Linked DNA regions of Drosophila melanogaster: region 2 is linked to region 1. A link is a contact called in public Hi-C data. All regions are on one chromosome and are shown on one strand. Each heading gives the region's core, a stretch centred on a gene start, on an enhancer-like site or on the middle of the called end of the contact. The rest is flanking DNA. Distances are from core to core; before and after follow the strand shown. Region 1 holds the start of CG11050. Region 2 holds the start of homer (homer,).

Evidence for each region. Hi-C and Micro-C count contacts between places; a contact is called where the count stands out from the background.
Region 2: a Hi-C map of the Kc167 cell line shows a contact between it and region 1, with 2.0 times the contacts expected there. The contact joins the promoter of homer here to the promoter of CG11050 in region 1. A contact is called at or near these places in 6 of 107 Hi-C or Micro-C datasets (the Kc167 cell line, the S2 cell line and embryonic mesoderm).

Annotation. Positions count from the first base shown.
Region 1 is chr2L:6,607,330-6,614,058 of dm6, forward strand. It overlaps CG11050, which reads left to right and starts at 3,682. Exons shown (of 5, transcript NM_135208.6): 1 at 3,682-3,939; 2 at 5,156-5,311; 3 at 5,452-5,949. The coding sequence starts at 5,237.
Region 2 is chr2L:6,719,117-6,726,358 of dm6, forward strand. It overlaps homer (homer,), which reads right to left and starts at 4,243. Exons shown (of 7, transcript NM_001273221.1): 1 at 4,077-4,243; 2 at 3,026-3,314; 3 at 2,534-2,970; 4 at 2,402-2,480; 5 at 2,072-2,338; 6 at 1,881-2,015; 7 at 278-1,826. The coding sequence starts at 4,081. The coding sequence ends at 1,908. It overlaps Liprin-alpha (Liprin-alpha,), which reads left to right and starts at 4,787. Exons shown (of 15, transcript NM_001273224.1): 1 at 4,787-4,968; 2 at 5,062-5,273; 3 at 5,711-5,980; 4 at 6,042-6,143; 5 at 6,660-7,013; 6 at 7,086-7,187. The coding sequence starts at 5,732. Aatf (Apoptosis antagonizing transcription factor) reads left to right here. Exons shown (of 2, transcript NM_135222.3): 2 at 21-273. The coding sequence ends at 123.

The sequences.
Region 1 (6,729 bases), core at 2,432-4,931:
AATGCAACTTGTCGCTCCGTCTTTTTACACAACTTAGCCACCAAATTGACAAGCCATTGATTGATGGTTCTGGTGGTTGGGTCAAGGCATCTCCCCAATCCTTCTCGCCACATTAACTAACTAAAAAATTGTAATTTATTTAGTTTTTATGGCCCGCATATTTGTGCACCCATGAAACCTTTTCCCTTCTGTGGACGCTAACTAATAGTTTGCCATTATCCCATCGCCAGGAATGGCAAATGGGCAGGATTCCATTCCGAAACCCACTCCGAAGTCTCCGGATACTGAACCCACATTTCGAGGAATTTGATTGAACGGCCCCACAACCATTTGACCGCCCATTGCCCACATACTTACAGTGCGCACCGAAAGTGTAAGGCATTCTAACATCATATTATTTTATACACTCTTTTGAAAATACTGTGCTTCTTGGTTTATTCATATTATTTTATACAAATAGATTTTTAAACGAATGGTTTAAAAATGGTTCGCATTTTTTATGTTAATGTCTTCACTGTATCATAAAAACACTTTATCAATGAAAAGAACTATATACATACGTTTGCACGCCAAGCGTTTCAAATAATCGATAGTCATAAACATTAGTGCTTTAAATTTAATATCGCTGATGGTCTGTCATTTCGTATGGCAAAGAATAAATGATCCATTGAACATTGAAGGTGTGCAACAAATGGGCTGTATTATTTACCCAGAAAACACTAAGAGAACAAACTTGCCACACACAATTTCAAGAAAATATATTAATTCTATAAAAGACATAAAACGATGTTATTAGAGAGCAGAAACCTCTGGCATGGTCATGGATGTAATGCAGGCTAGTCTCTGTAATAAGCCTCAAATTATAAGACAAACAGCAACTTGTTATCGTCTTGCCTTTCTTGGCCGCAACTTTTTTGCCTGCACCAATTTGATTTTGTCATTAAAAAGTTTTTAGCGAAATAATAAAGTTTGTCAGCGCGAAATTTGAGGACCAAGAGTAAGAAGGGAGATCCGGACAAAAAACACGAAAAGGAAATCACAGTCCAAAAGTGGCCAATGAAAGTTTTAATTTTCAATGTAGGACAGGGTGATAGCGAGGGGGTTGGCCAAGAGCAAACTGCAGACTTTAGACCAAAAGCTTATCTTCACAGACTTCGAGATGTGTCCAAACTCGGTTGGTATATGTCAGGAGTTTTAACGCATTCTGCTTGTACAAAAAGCGATAATAAATGACCTGCAGTCATCGGTTTTTGCCGGAGAAAGTTTAATTAAATTGGTAAAATCAATAAGTAAATTGATTACTTTTTAAATGATTTTGTTCGTCAATGCTCGTCACTGTTAATAAAATGGTAGTGATTTTAAGTGTAAAATTGCCATAACGCGCGATTCAATTATTTCTCATTGGTTGCATTGAAAACTTGCTGACAAGTCGTTTGTTATATTGACTACGATTAATCATTGGATTTTATAGAGTGATTTCTGTTGCCAAATGTTCATATCACAGTAATGAAAATCATTTCTACCATTTTAAGCAAGTTATAGTTTACCATCATAGACATGATATGCTGACTGAATCAGAAGTAGAAGAACATTCAATTTAAATCTACTTTTTTCACAGCGCTTATCGAGTTAAGTGCAGTGCTGGCCGATGCATAATTCAATTAGCATATGGAAGCAAGCGGAACACTGCCTGCAGGCACTTCCTGTGTCCAACATGACGTATGCGCAATCCGGCACAAAAGATGGACTTGGGACTGGGACTGTGCGAACCGGTGCTGCTGCTGTTTCGTTATGAATTACATTTCAATATGCTTCAGCGTGTTCATCATTTATTAAGCCAGCTGGGCAGGCGAATGCCTGGTTGCGAAATGCCAATCGAGGAGCAGAGGATCCTTGAGCTCGTCCTGGGACTTTTGGCTGCCGACAGGAAACTGAAATGCTACCGAGTGCTTAGCTCCGTTTGCAATTTCCGTTTTGTCACATTTGTCTAAGTGAATGGAAATTTATGCAGCTGCTCCGGGCAAATTATGCTGCCTGGTTGCTGGTTGCTGGTTGGGTTAATGCTTTATTCACGGTCCAGCGCTTAATGAAAGAGTCATTACACTCATTCATTCATTCAATCGCTGATTCATTCATGAGCAGACGAGAGCGCGTGTCCTTTGTTTTCCACTTCCCATCGATTCCTGCCTCGGCAGCTCCTTGTTGTTGTCGTTAATTAATTGATTTCCATTGATGCCGGGGTAGCATTAATCATACGCCGCGTTGGCCCATCGACCGTGGCAGACTATTGTTATTCCTTCCTTAGTGCCTGTCCTCCAACTTCTTCTTATTCGCAATTTTTCCTGTCATTCGGCGCAGGCTTTCAATTTCCCTGCAGGAATGCAGTTTTCTGTCAAAGTTTTTCATTAGCGCTTCACTTGCCAGTTACGCAGCAAAATAAGGAAATGGATGAAAAGTTGCATCTGCTGAAATTGAAAAATTTTTGGTATGCCCCTCAAAGAGATTCAGCTGCGCCGGAAGATAATCAAGTCCTTGGGACATTGCAAAAATAAGTTGATGTTGCAAAATCATGCATATCTATATCAGTAAATATATAAAGGATATATATATTCAAACTTCTATCTTTTTTGTTGACTGAGTGCTACAACTTTTCCTAATGCCATTGTAAAAGATTTTAAATTGATGATGGGTAAAATTGTGCAGCAATTTATTCGAATCAATTATGAAATTTGCGCAAAAGATTACACCAATTTAATTGCATACCGCCGATAAAATAAATGTTAATACATTTTCCATTGAGGATTTCCACAAACGCAGTTACAAAAAAAAATACAAATAAGCCTGCACTTTGACTGCTAGTTGACCCATAAATAAATCATTTCCGCAAGCAAAGCGCTGTTGCATAATAGATGCAACGGATTTATGTGCGGTAATGTTGTCTAAAATATGCATAAGTCGTAACCGTCGATTTAAATTTATTCATAATCCGCATCGCCCAACCGGAAGCCGTCCAAATTATCGCCCAGTCCCCCAAAAACGCGACTGCCAACGTGACAGTTGGCTGGAATCAATTAAATTGGCTTGTGGTCGCACTGCCCTCCAGATCCATTGGATCCATTTTGGGCTTAGTGGTTGACGTTTTGACAGTTTTAGTCTAACTCATTCCGCGCTTAACTGCCTTAGAAGCGACTTATTTGGCGACCTATTTCTGTCAGAAAGCGATTGCAATATAATCTGGAAAGTAAATAATTATAACAAAGTAGCTACACAAGAAAGCGGTTTAATACAGAGCTTGAATCATGAAATATTAATAAAAAACAGATACACAGTGGGTATTGCTTGGGTTAAATCTCTTAAGTATTTCGAAGGATATTTAATCCTTCAAGCTATATGTTGCTGATGCGAAATCTTTGCGAATTCAATAAATCATCACAAATGTTACTTCTTTTTAATGATTTAAGCCATAACCATTTTTGCCCTTTAACCCTTTAACTTTACTTATTTTACTCACTCCTCCTTTTTGTTGCAGTGTTAAATGCAGGGCGCTGCCAGACTGCCAGAAAATGTTTTCATCCAAGTTTATCACCAATACAGTAAGGCTCGGAGTGAAACCACGAATTTCGGTTTACCCAGCCCTGATGACTCAAGCAAGCAGCTGACCGCCGCTGCTCGATGGCATTTTGCCGTGACCTGGTCACACCGACGCCAACAGCTGCTCGCGGTCAGAATAACGAAAAGTGTAACCGAAAAAAGACAATTGTGCAATTGCTGCGAAAAGCCAACACAATTGAATAAAAGAGCGCGCAACATTGTTTATTTGCCCGTCGGCGGGCGAGAGATCGAGTGGATTGGTGTATTAAATTAAAAATATTCATCGCAGCACGATGCACAGCGCTTGGTGATGCAGAATGCAGATTGTTGAGCTGTTGCATAAATTCCGTTAGTAATTCTAACTATTTCGTTTTGTTGTTGTAGTTGTGCGCGTGTGCGATGTGTGTGTGTGTGGGTGTGCGATGGTATCTAATTACAAGCGCTGTGGCCGCGGCGGTCGCGTTGCCGAATCAAAAGAAAGCATTTCAGTTTCTCATCGGCGGGCGCAGCTCATAGTCGTCAACATTGCAACGAACTAACGGTGCTTACGTGCCACACGACGCACACAACGTACCGCCACGAATTCCCCCTCCCCGCGATCGAACGCCTTCACCTTGAGCTGCCTGTCAATTCTCGGCATCGCTTCCTATTTATTCGCTGCCCCTGTTCTAACGGAACTTCTTGCACCCAGGTAGCCGAACTACACACACACACACACACACGTGCATCAGAGAAACAGCTGCGGCGGTAAAATAGTGCGCAAAATTTGAAGTCGATTGTGTGTTTCAGCCATTTCCATTCCATAGGCACATACATAGGTGCAAACAAACTTTAATTTCAAACGGTTCCATTCATGTATAAATTATTTAATTATTTCACTTTAGTTTTGTATATCATAATTTACTGCAAACTAAGATTTAAAACTCTTGTGATTGCTTGGAATTCCTGTTAAATCCTTTGTAATATTTTAGTGTTATTGTTTTGAACCGAACTGTACCAACATACATATAAACATACATTTTCATGTTTATGTTTATATGAGAGACTGGGAAGAAAAGTGCCGACAGCTGATAAGAAACTAATTATTTTTGCCCATCGATTGCACTTTGGACGACCTATAAAATTTAAAAAGCAATATCATTTTCGACATTGTGTTTTGCAATAAATAAATAATTTTTAATTGCCTCAGTTCGTTTTGTGTTTTTGCGAAAAGTGACTGGTTGTGTGCATAATATACATTGCATCAGCCTATTGAAGTGGAAATATCATTAAAGTATTAATACTTTAAATTTTTAAAAATATATTACTTGTCTCGCATTTTTTGTTGTTAATTAGTGTGAAATTACAGATCAAGTGCTTTCAATTCGTTTTTAAGTAGATTTTAATTATGCCTAAATATGCATATTTCCATAAATCAACAGAAACGTAGATAACAGTTTATCCCATGACACTTTATTTCTCATTTTCTCAGTCAAATTAATCGCATGCAATAAAACTGTTCCGAATTGTTGCTCATGACAACAACACTTACGATTATGTATTTCCCTCCCTTTCTCACCTACAGACGCCACTTGCACATCACGTGTTTGACTCAGGCTACAAATTTGTGGCCCACGATCTGAATTTGATCTCATCTGTGGTCGCGATGTTCTCACTACAACTACAGCAGTTGCTCCGAGCGACAGCAAGCGGCGTGACGTCGGGAGCCACAAAGACACTGGTAAAAATAATTAGTTTAACGTATAATTAAAATCAATTTGCATGCATATTTGCTTAAAATTAATACAAGATTAGATTTTGTATTGCTTTTATCATTTAGTTTTACAACGCTAGATTTGAATAACCCACATATTTTTTCAGTGCACAGCCACAGCGTCTGCCGCCACAAAGCACTCTAGTCAAGCGAAGTTCGGCGACAACAGCAGTCACGGTTCGCCATCGCACACGGACGGTCGCAGTCACGGTGAATCAGAGTCGGATTTGGAGTCGGCGCACGGCCAGAATTTCACATCACACCACTTAGCCAGACGGATACTTCAGCAGCGCAGCCAGGACATCCAGCGCCACATCCACACGCAGTCAGCCAAGGGACAGACCAGTGCCAAGTCCTCGCAGCAACAGCAGCATCAGCAGACCGCCACCAAGTTCGCCATGTCATCGCTAGCAGCTGAGCCTCTGCAGTCGCAGAAATCGGATGAAATCACGGCCAGCACGGGCGGCGGAGATGTGGAGACGCCCGGACTGGGCGCATCCTGCCACGAGGTGGCCGCCGCATCGGCCAGTGCCGGCAAGAAGCCCTGCTTCAGCTCGGGCCTCGGCGAGATACTTCAGTTCATGGAGCTCATCGGCAACCTGAAGGTATGTGGAACTGGTTTGCCTGCGTTTTTTCCCGCTCCACTTGCGGGTCATATGCTCGCATCGATTTTTCCCGATGTCCTGCGTGTTTTGATTTTGCCACCAAGTAACTGGTTGCTACAGAACCTTACTCTTCAAAGAGATAACATTTTGTTATTGTTTATTTGGCTTTTAATGCTAATAACTTATATTAGAGCTATTTAGTGATCAGAAAAATGGAAAAAGTTTATTTATTTAGTATGTTGTTTATTTATGTATAGGTGTTAGCAATTTCACGTGTTATTGTTTATTTGGCTTTTAATGCTAATAACTTATATTAGAGCTATTTAGTGATCAGAAAAATGGAAAAAGTTTATTTATTTAGTATGTTGTTTATTTATGTATAGGTGTTAGCAATTTCACATTTGCTTTGCCTTTGGAATTTGTAAATTGAAATCCGACTCAACCTTTCCATCCGCATTAGAATTTTATTACGAAACCCTCTGGTAATAAACAAATTGCTTATCAAATTATTTCTGCAAAACCGCGATCTCAAGTAAAACCAGATAGCAAACAGAAAATAAACAAAAGAACGCAAGCCAACGCAAATAGAACGCAAAGATGTATTTATTTACGTTTTGTATAATCAATTCTGTTTCGCCTGCACTCTTTCGTTTTTCGTTTTTCACTTTTCTATTTTGTTTAGTATATCTGCGAAAGTATTGTATAATACCAGCGACAACCTCGCTCTTGTCCCCCTTGAACGGATTTCTATAGTCGGTTTCCAAAAAAAAAAAATATATA
Region 2 (7,242 bases), core at 2,993-5,492, 110 kb after region 1:
ACATTTAAATATACTTTCAGATACGTGGTGCACAACAAGCTCATCAACTTCATGGCGCCCAATGAGAGTAGCGACTGGACGGATGCCTCCAAGTCCGAGTTGTACAAATCATTGTTTGTCTAGACTGTAATAAACTAATATATGAAGTTTTAAATAGGAATAAAATCTATGAAATGTCATAATTGTTAATTGCCATTTAAAAGAATTATAATAGTAGCACTATATACCTAAACAAAAAAAATCAAATTAAAAGAAAACCGATTTTAAATTGTTCTTTACTTTATATATTTATTTATTTATTTATATTTTCATTTGTTATTTATTTTTAACTGCTAAATTTGTATGTTCAACATTTCATTTTCGTTAATTCTTATTTCTTCTCAACTGGGTTATTTATGCAGCAAGTGCATAACAATATGGCTTGAATATAATCGCAAACGTTCGAAATTACCGCTTCATAACCGATTCGTTTAGCGGGTAATCGTGTTTCGGAGATTGTGTACTGTTATGTATTTATTGCTGTCTTCATTCGAGTTGCGTTTTTAATTCGGTTCGATAAATATAAATTAATTTTAATAATTTTTTTATGTATTATACTAGTTGTCCGCAGACGCACATACTTGACTTTTATTCATTTACTTTGCTAGTCTCGTGAATTACTTGGATTACTTCAATCCATTTATAAAATGTTCACTTCGTTTACTTTAGTTTTATATTTAATATTGGTTTCTTAGTGTGTTCGTCGTCTAAGTCATTGTTAGTTATGCATACGTTAATTTATATATTTATAAATATCATGTATAATGTTAGTAAATCAGTGCATAACTGCAATAAACGGGAGCATTGTGATGATGCGGATTTGACATAGAATGGAGTCGAAATACAATTCAATAAATAAGTTTTTAAATTTTACGCCTATGATTTAGAGAATACAAAAGGTTCCATCTAAAAATACTATAAAAAGTTCGACACATTTATAAAATAATCTTTGTGACTTTTGTTCAATAGAAATGCTTGGGTTTTCTCTTTGGGAAATGAGTTTCGGGTTATATTCGATCGCAAGCTCTTATTAAAAATTAATTAACAATCAGCTGAAAGTGTATAGAGCACATAATATCATCGTTTACATTTACATACTAGAGATAAATGTATATTGCACTTTACTGCGCACGAGAATCAATCAATCTGGACCTACATCAGTGTCACAAGGACTCGAAGAATTTTGACGAAATACTGGGCATAGGTATACATTCAATTTGAGATAAGGAAACACAAATATCCAATAATGTTAACAAAAAGAGGGGGTGCGTGGGGATTGGGGAAGTACCATGGCTGACTCTTAACGTTGTCCTTGTATACAAACTACCAATATAAAGATTACAAAAATGCCACTGAATAAATTCTCTCTACCTGCGATATTTGTTTTTCTTTTTGGGATTTCTCTAATTGTTAATGGAATTCTTCAGCAACAGGGGCAGCCCAGTTTTGGTTTTTGATTTGGAAACGAGTATGGTGGCTGTTTTGGCTCCACCAGAGCCGGCTGCAGCAGCTTCCGCAGAGGCTGAGTTGCGCCTGGGTGCCGCCTGCCGCTGATGAAGCTCTTGGAGCAAAGCCGAATGCTTGTCCAAGGCCTTCAGCTGCGGCATGTTCTGAGTCTCGTAAAGCGACGACTGCAGCTGAGTGTGTATCGAGGTGACGTTGGAGAGCGTGCTCTCGGCCTCTGCGGTTGGAAAGTTGCTTAAATAACGTTTACTTGTCGTGCTTCCTGTTGTTGTCGATGATGTCGTTGTAGTATTAATCATTGTAGTCTGTTCCTGCACTGAAACCTGTAAAGAACGCCAATCAACAAGACGAAACTCAAAAGGCAATGTGCCGCAAACCTTTCGCATAAACGCCAACTCTGTGTCTCAAGTGCACTTGGCAATTTGTATAAGACTCTCCATATCCTTCTGCACCCCATACAACTCCGAAAGATGCTTGGCAAACACACCATTCACCTCACTCAACTTTGCAAGCTAAAAACAAAGTTTCATTAGCAAATTACTCAACATGATTATTATGCTTTACCCACCGTTTGGTCATTGGACTTTTCACGTAGGCTAATATTGGCCGACTTAAGCTCAAGTTCCTGTTGCATAAGTTCCTTCTGTAGTTGTTCTGTCCGCGCCTTGAGCGTGGCCACCTCACGACGCAGTTCGTCCTCTGTGGCGCCTCCTCCGGCTGCAGCCACAACCCCGCCGCCCACGCACAGCTGCTCCATATCTCGTTTGAGGCGAATATTCTCCTCCTTGTAAGTGTGCAGCTGGCGCTTCCATTCGTCTACATTGGCAGTTGATTCCTTTGGGAGAAAAAGGCCAAAAACGATCAGTTTCAATAAATGTGAGCTTATCTTATTGCTTACCTGAAGAGCACTAGTCAGCCGTATATTGTTGTTCTTCAAGGTAGCCAGCTCGATTTCCCATTTCTTGGCATTGGCGCAGCTGAAAAGAAGGCATTATTGCCTTGAGCCAATGACGGTCAACGCTTTGCTTACCTTTGTGCCAGTGCCATTTTCAGACGCTCGTTCTCGTACTTAAGCTGCTGCTCGGCGGTGGCGCCGGCTCCAGGACCCGTGTGCATGCCCACAATGCTTCCGCCAGACGAGATGGTCACTCCACCGCCACCAGTTACCCCTGAAGTGGGCTGCGGCGAGGGCGTGGCCGATCCGATGTCCGCCTTGACATCGCTGGTATTTAGAAGCTTGTGGGAAGGACTGTCCGGATTGGCGTTCTGGGTATTCGTGTTGCTCATGTTGGGCGGCTCCACAGTGTGCGGATCGATGGCTGTGTTGTCGTTCTGCATGGAGCCCACAGCTCTCCCGGAAATGGGCGACGTGTTCGCCGAGGTGGTGGGCGTGACGGCATTCGATCCGTTGGCCGATTTCATGGCATTCTTGGTGGCCTCCTTGACCTCCTGGAACTTCTCTACGAACTGTTGAGCGATATGATTAGTATATAAATATGTGAGACATATGCTAACCACTCACCTTGGTCAATTCCGCCTCTGAGGCAAATCCCAAGCCGTACACCGTGTTTGCCCGCACATCGCTCCACTGGCCGAACTTCTGGGAGGTCTGGGTGAAGGTCATGTTGGGTGTGATCGTCGAGTTTATCACCGCCTTGGTGCCCTCGACACTGATGATGCGGTACAGATTTCGCGAGCTGTCGTAGAAGAAGCTAACGTTGACCGCCTTCATGCTGGCCGTGATCCAGGTGCGCTTCGTCTTCGGATCGATGTGGAAGACGTGCGCCTGGCAGGTGAAAATCGGTTGTTCGCTAAGGGTCATAAAGGGATTAAAGCGACAAGCGTGTGATTAATTAAAAATTCCATTTAGAGCAGGCAATAAATTGTGCTTCTGTGCTCGTGTGAGTAAACTATGGCAAAGCATTCTTTTACTGTGGTTTATTAGTCAACAGGCACTGTGTAATGCATTTATAATTAGTAGTCCTTAAGTCCCAGGATAATCCTCGTGGTCCTTATTTGATAAAGTAGGTCGATATATGTTTGTTTTTTGCGATCTGGCCTGATGCAATGACAGTTTGTTGCGGGGCGCAGGGCCCCCATCAAATCAATTCCGTATCCGTGGTAGCCTCCAGTGCCTTTATTTGTACACATATACATATATATATCTTATCTATTACCTATCCGCCGACATCGTTCGCTGAGCTCTATAACTTGTGTCTTCCCGTTATCGCTGGCGACTGTCGACCGCCGACTAAATTGCATTATGTGCTAAGCCTTTTCCGCAGCCTTGCTTGTGATTTTTGATTCTCGGGCGGAAAACACGCACGCACACACCTGCACAGTCACACACACCTGCACACCCACACACATGTAATTGGCCTGCCCACGCGTGTGCGTGTGTAGGTGTATGTTTGTGTACATATATATGTATGTATTTACGCCGCCCGCTACACACAGAACGGCAGCAACAACAACAACATCATAGGGGGGAGATGTCAGCTAGTTCGGCGTCGATTTTTCCCACAGTAAAAACGGCAGGTTTAGGCCGGTTTGGCCGCGCCCATCGGTCTTACCCCATTGTATTCGTTCTTTGGCGCTGACTGAGTGCTTCCGCAGCAGTTTATACCAATGCTAGTCGGTTTTACTTATGAATTTCACGGTTAAAAAAAATAAAACACAAATGTCTAGAGCTGGAACCAAAATCGATGTTTGTATGGTGCTATCGATGTTTTTACTGGCTCAACACCATCGATGATTTATTTATTAGCTTCCAAGCATCGATAACACATGAGCTCGTATAAGAGCAATGATTCTTATCGAATAATTTAATCGCTGTAAAGCGAATTGCAAATTAATTAAGATAAATAAATACTAAATATGTTTGTCTGTAAGGCACCATAACAATGTAATTTTTTCAAAAACATGTGTAGCTGTTGAAGCATTGCATTTAAATGACGGAAGTTACAAAATAATTTCAGATAAAAGTGATAAGTTTTTTTGACTGTCTAGTTGTGCGCCTACATGTAGTTTGAATATTTGTTAGATATGGTTTTCTTTGTGCGGTGTGGCAGCATTAGTTTTAGTACACATTTTTCTAATACTTGACGATAGGTCAAATGGCAACTCCTGATCGGCAATAATATTTGCATATAATTTAGCTTTGAACATAAATAGACTGCCACAAAAACTTTAAAACAACACATTTTACTTCTATATTTTTTGGACGAAATAGAACCACTGAAAAAATTCATGAAATGTAGTACATTTTGTAGTGAAGAACCAGGGTTGGTTTACGGATTTTAGCCGTTTTGCCATCTGGTAACACTGACCAGTTTCTCATCGTTAAAAAATCCATTTGGAATTCGGTTTATTTAATTAAAAGCAGCCGGGACACCTATGCGAAGGGCAAAAAGCGGCCAGAGTTGTTGTTGCTGCTGCTGCCCAGCCGCCGTGCGATCGATCGGGGTACGTGTTCCGGCGTAACGAGGAGTACGAGGCGATTTTCTCGCAGCCTCTTTTTTTTCACACGAACGCCGTCCCACTAAACCGAAATTTCAGGTGAAAAACTCATTGGAACGCATTTAAAAGCGGCGTAAGCTCGCACCTGCTGCTCGTTTAACCCTGTTTCGGGTATATGTGATTGCAAAATGCGACAGCGACACACCTAGGCACACAAAATATGCCAGTTATGCGAAAGAGAAAAAGTACTGTGCCTGTGTGCGTGCGCGTGTGAGTGTGTATGCCGTGCGTGTGCCCCCGCCTGCGACAGTGTGCGTATGTGTTGGTGTAGAAAACTTGTTATCAATGCGGCGCCTATGATAAGTCTCATTAGACATGTTTCTCCCACTATGCTGGGTATTTCAATTGGAATGGCTAGCGAACGTGTGTGTGTGTAGTAAAATATCCGGACTCCATAGAATGGACATTTTGTATGAATTAATTGAATTTACTTTATAAATTCAATTAACATAAAGAATTTGATTTTATGCAGAAGAAGCTACAGCATTAAGTATCTCCCATATGCGGAATCACAGACAAAAATTCAATCACGCCAATTCATTTATGATCAAGGATCAAATTCAAGAAACTTTAGAAAAACGCGTCTAGTTTTTGTGCTTCGGTAACAGCGATAGTGGTACAATCTCCGCACAAAATGTACCTACAGCCAAAATCCTGTAACCTTTATTCCCCTCTCTGTCTCGCACAGTCTGGCGGCCCCAACTAAATAATGTGGAACATGATGTGCGACGTAATGCCCACGATATCCGAGGATAGCATCTCGCAGCGCTCCTCGCAGTTTAGCGGGGAGGATGCCAACTTTGAGCAGCTGATGGTCTCCATGCTGGACGAGCGGGACAAGCTGATGGACAGCCTGAGGGAGGCGCAGGAGCGGCTTAACGAGACGGAGAACAAGCTGCGTGACGTCGAGAAGGAGCGGGACAGCCTGCAGCGACAGATTAACGCTAATCTGCCGCAAGTAAGTGGCCTCTGCATGCTGATACCGCAGTTTACCTAAAATCTTTTCCTGATCTTTCTAGGAGTTTGCCACCCTGACCAAGGAGCTGACGCAAGCGCGGGAGACCCTTTTGGAACGTGACGAGGAGATTGGGGAGCTCAAGGCGGAGAGGAATAATACCAGGGTAAGTGATTTTCGAAAATTTAGATCCTTGGTATTTCAATTACTGAGACAATTGAGTAATGGTTAGATCAGGTAGATCATGACAAGATTTGCTAGACTAATTTATTAATTTAGGTATTATAGCCATTGCTAAATTACATATCCCATTGTTATTCAAACAAGAAACAGTTGTAGGTACTTGCTTTTGCGAATTAGTCACATATACCGGGAACAATACAAAAGTTTACTCTGTCCGTCTTCATTTTTATTTCGAACATGGCTTGTCTATTTGTTTACTTATCAGTGACTATACAAACATTGTTACAGCCTTTTAAGAATTAGTTCTTTGTATTCACATCCGTCTTAAACCATAAAAAGTGAAGTAAACTGTATTTATAAGTCCTTTCCGCTTCATTGAATATCAAGAAAATCAGTTTTAATTAAATTTCTACGGTAATTTTACTTTTAAAGAGACAATTTAAACGTCGGTTACTGCGTGAAATAATATATTTTTAATGATCTAACTTGACTATTTCAGCTTCTCCTCGAACATCTGGAGTGCTTGGTGTCCCGCCACGAGCGTTCCCTGCGTATGACCGTTGTGAAGCGACAGGCTGCCGCCCAGAGCGGCGTCTCCAGCGAGGTGGAAGTGCTCAAGGCGCTAAAGTCGCTGTTCGAGCACCACAAGGCGCTGGACGAGAAGGTGCGCGAGCGGTTGCGGCTTTCCATCGAGAAGAACAACATGATGGAAGAGGAACTCAGCTCTGCCAAGGAGGAACTGGCCCAGTACAAGGCGGGCGTGGTGCCAGCTGGCGTGGGCAGTGGCAGCGGAGCAGGGAGTGCCGCAACCACCGCCGGTGGTGGGGGCGCCGAGAACGGGCTCAAAGAGAAGGTGCGTTCCACATTCGAAATGCAGTCAAGCATGTCCGGTTTAATATATCTCTTCTATTTTCCAATACCCTAGATGGCGGGCGTGGGCGGATCTGGTGGCGTTAATGGCGAGGCAAATGAGCTGAACGACTACGCAGCCAAAACCCACGAGCTGCAAACCATTATTGAGAAGCAGGTGAAGATTGCGGATCTGTTTCCAGTCTGCATATGGTGAACACTTTTTAAAACGC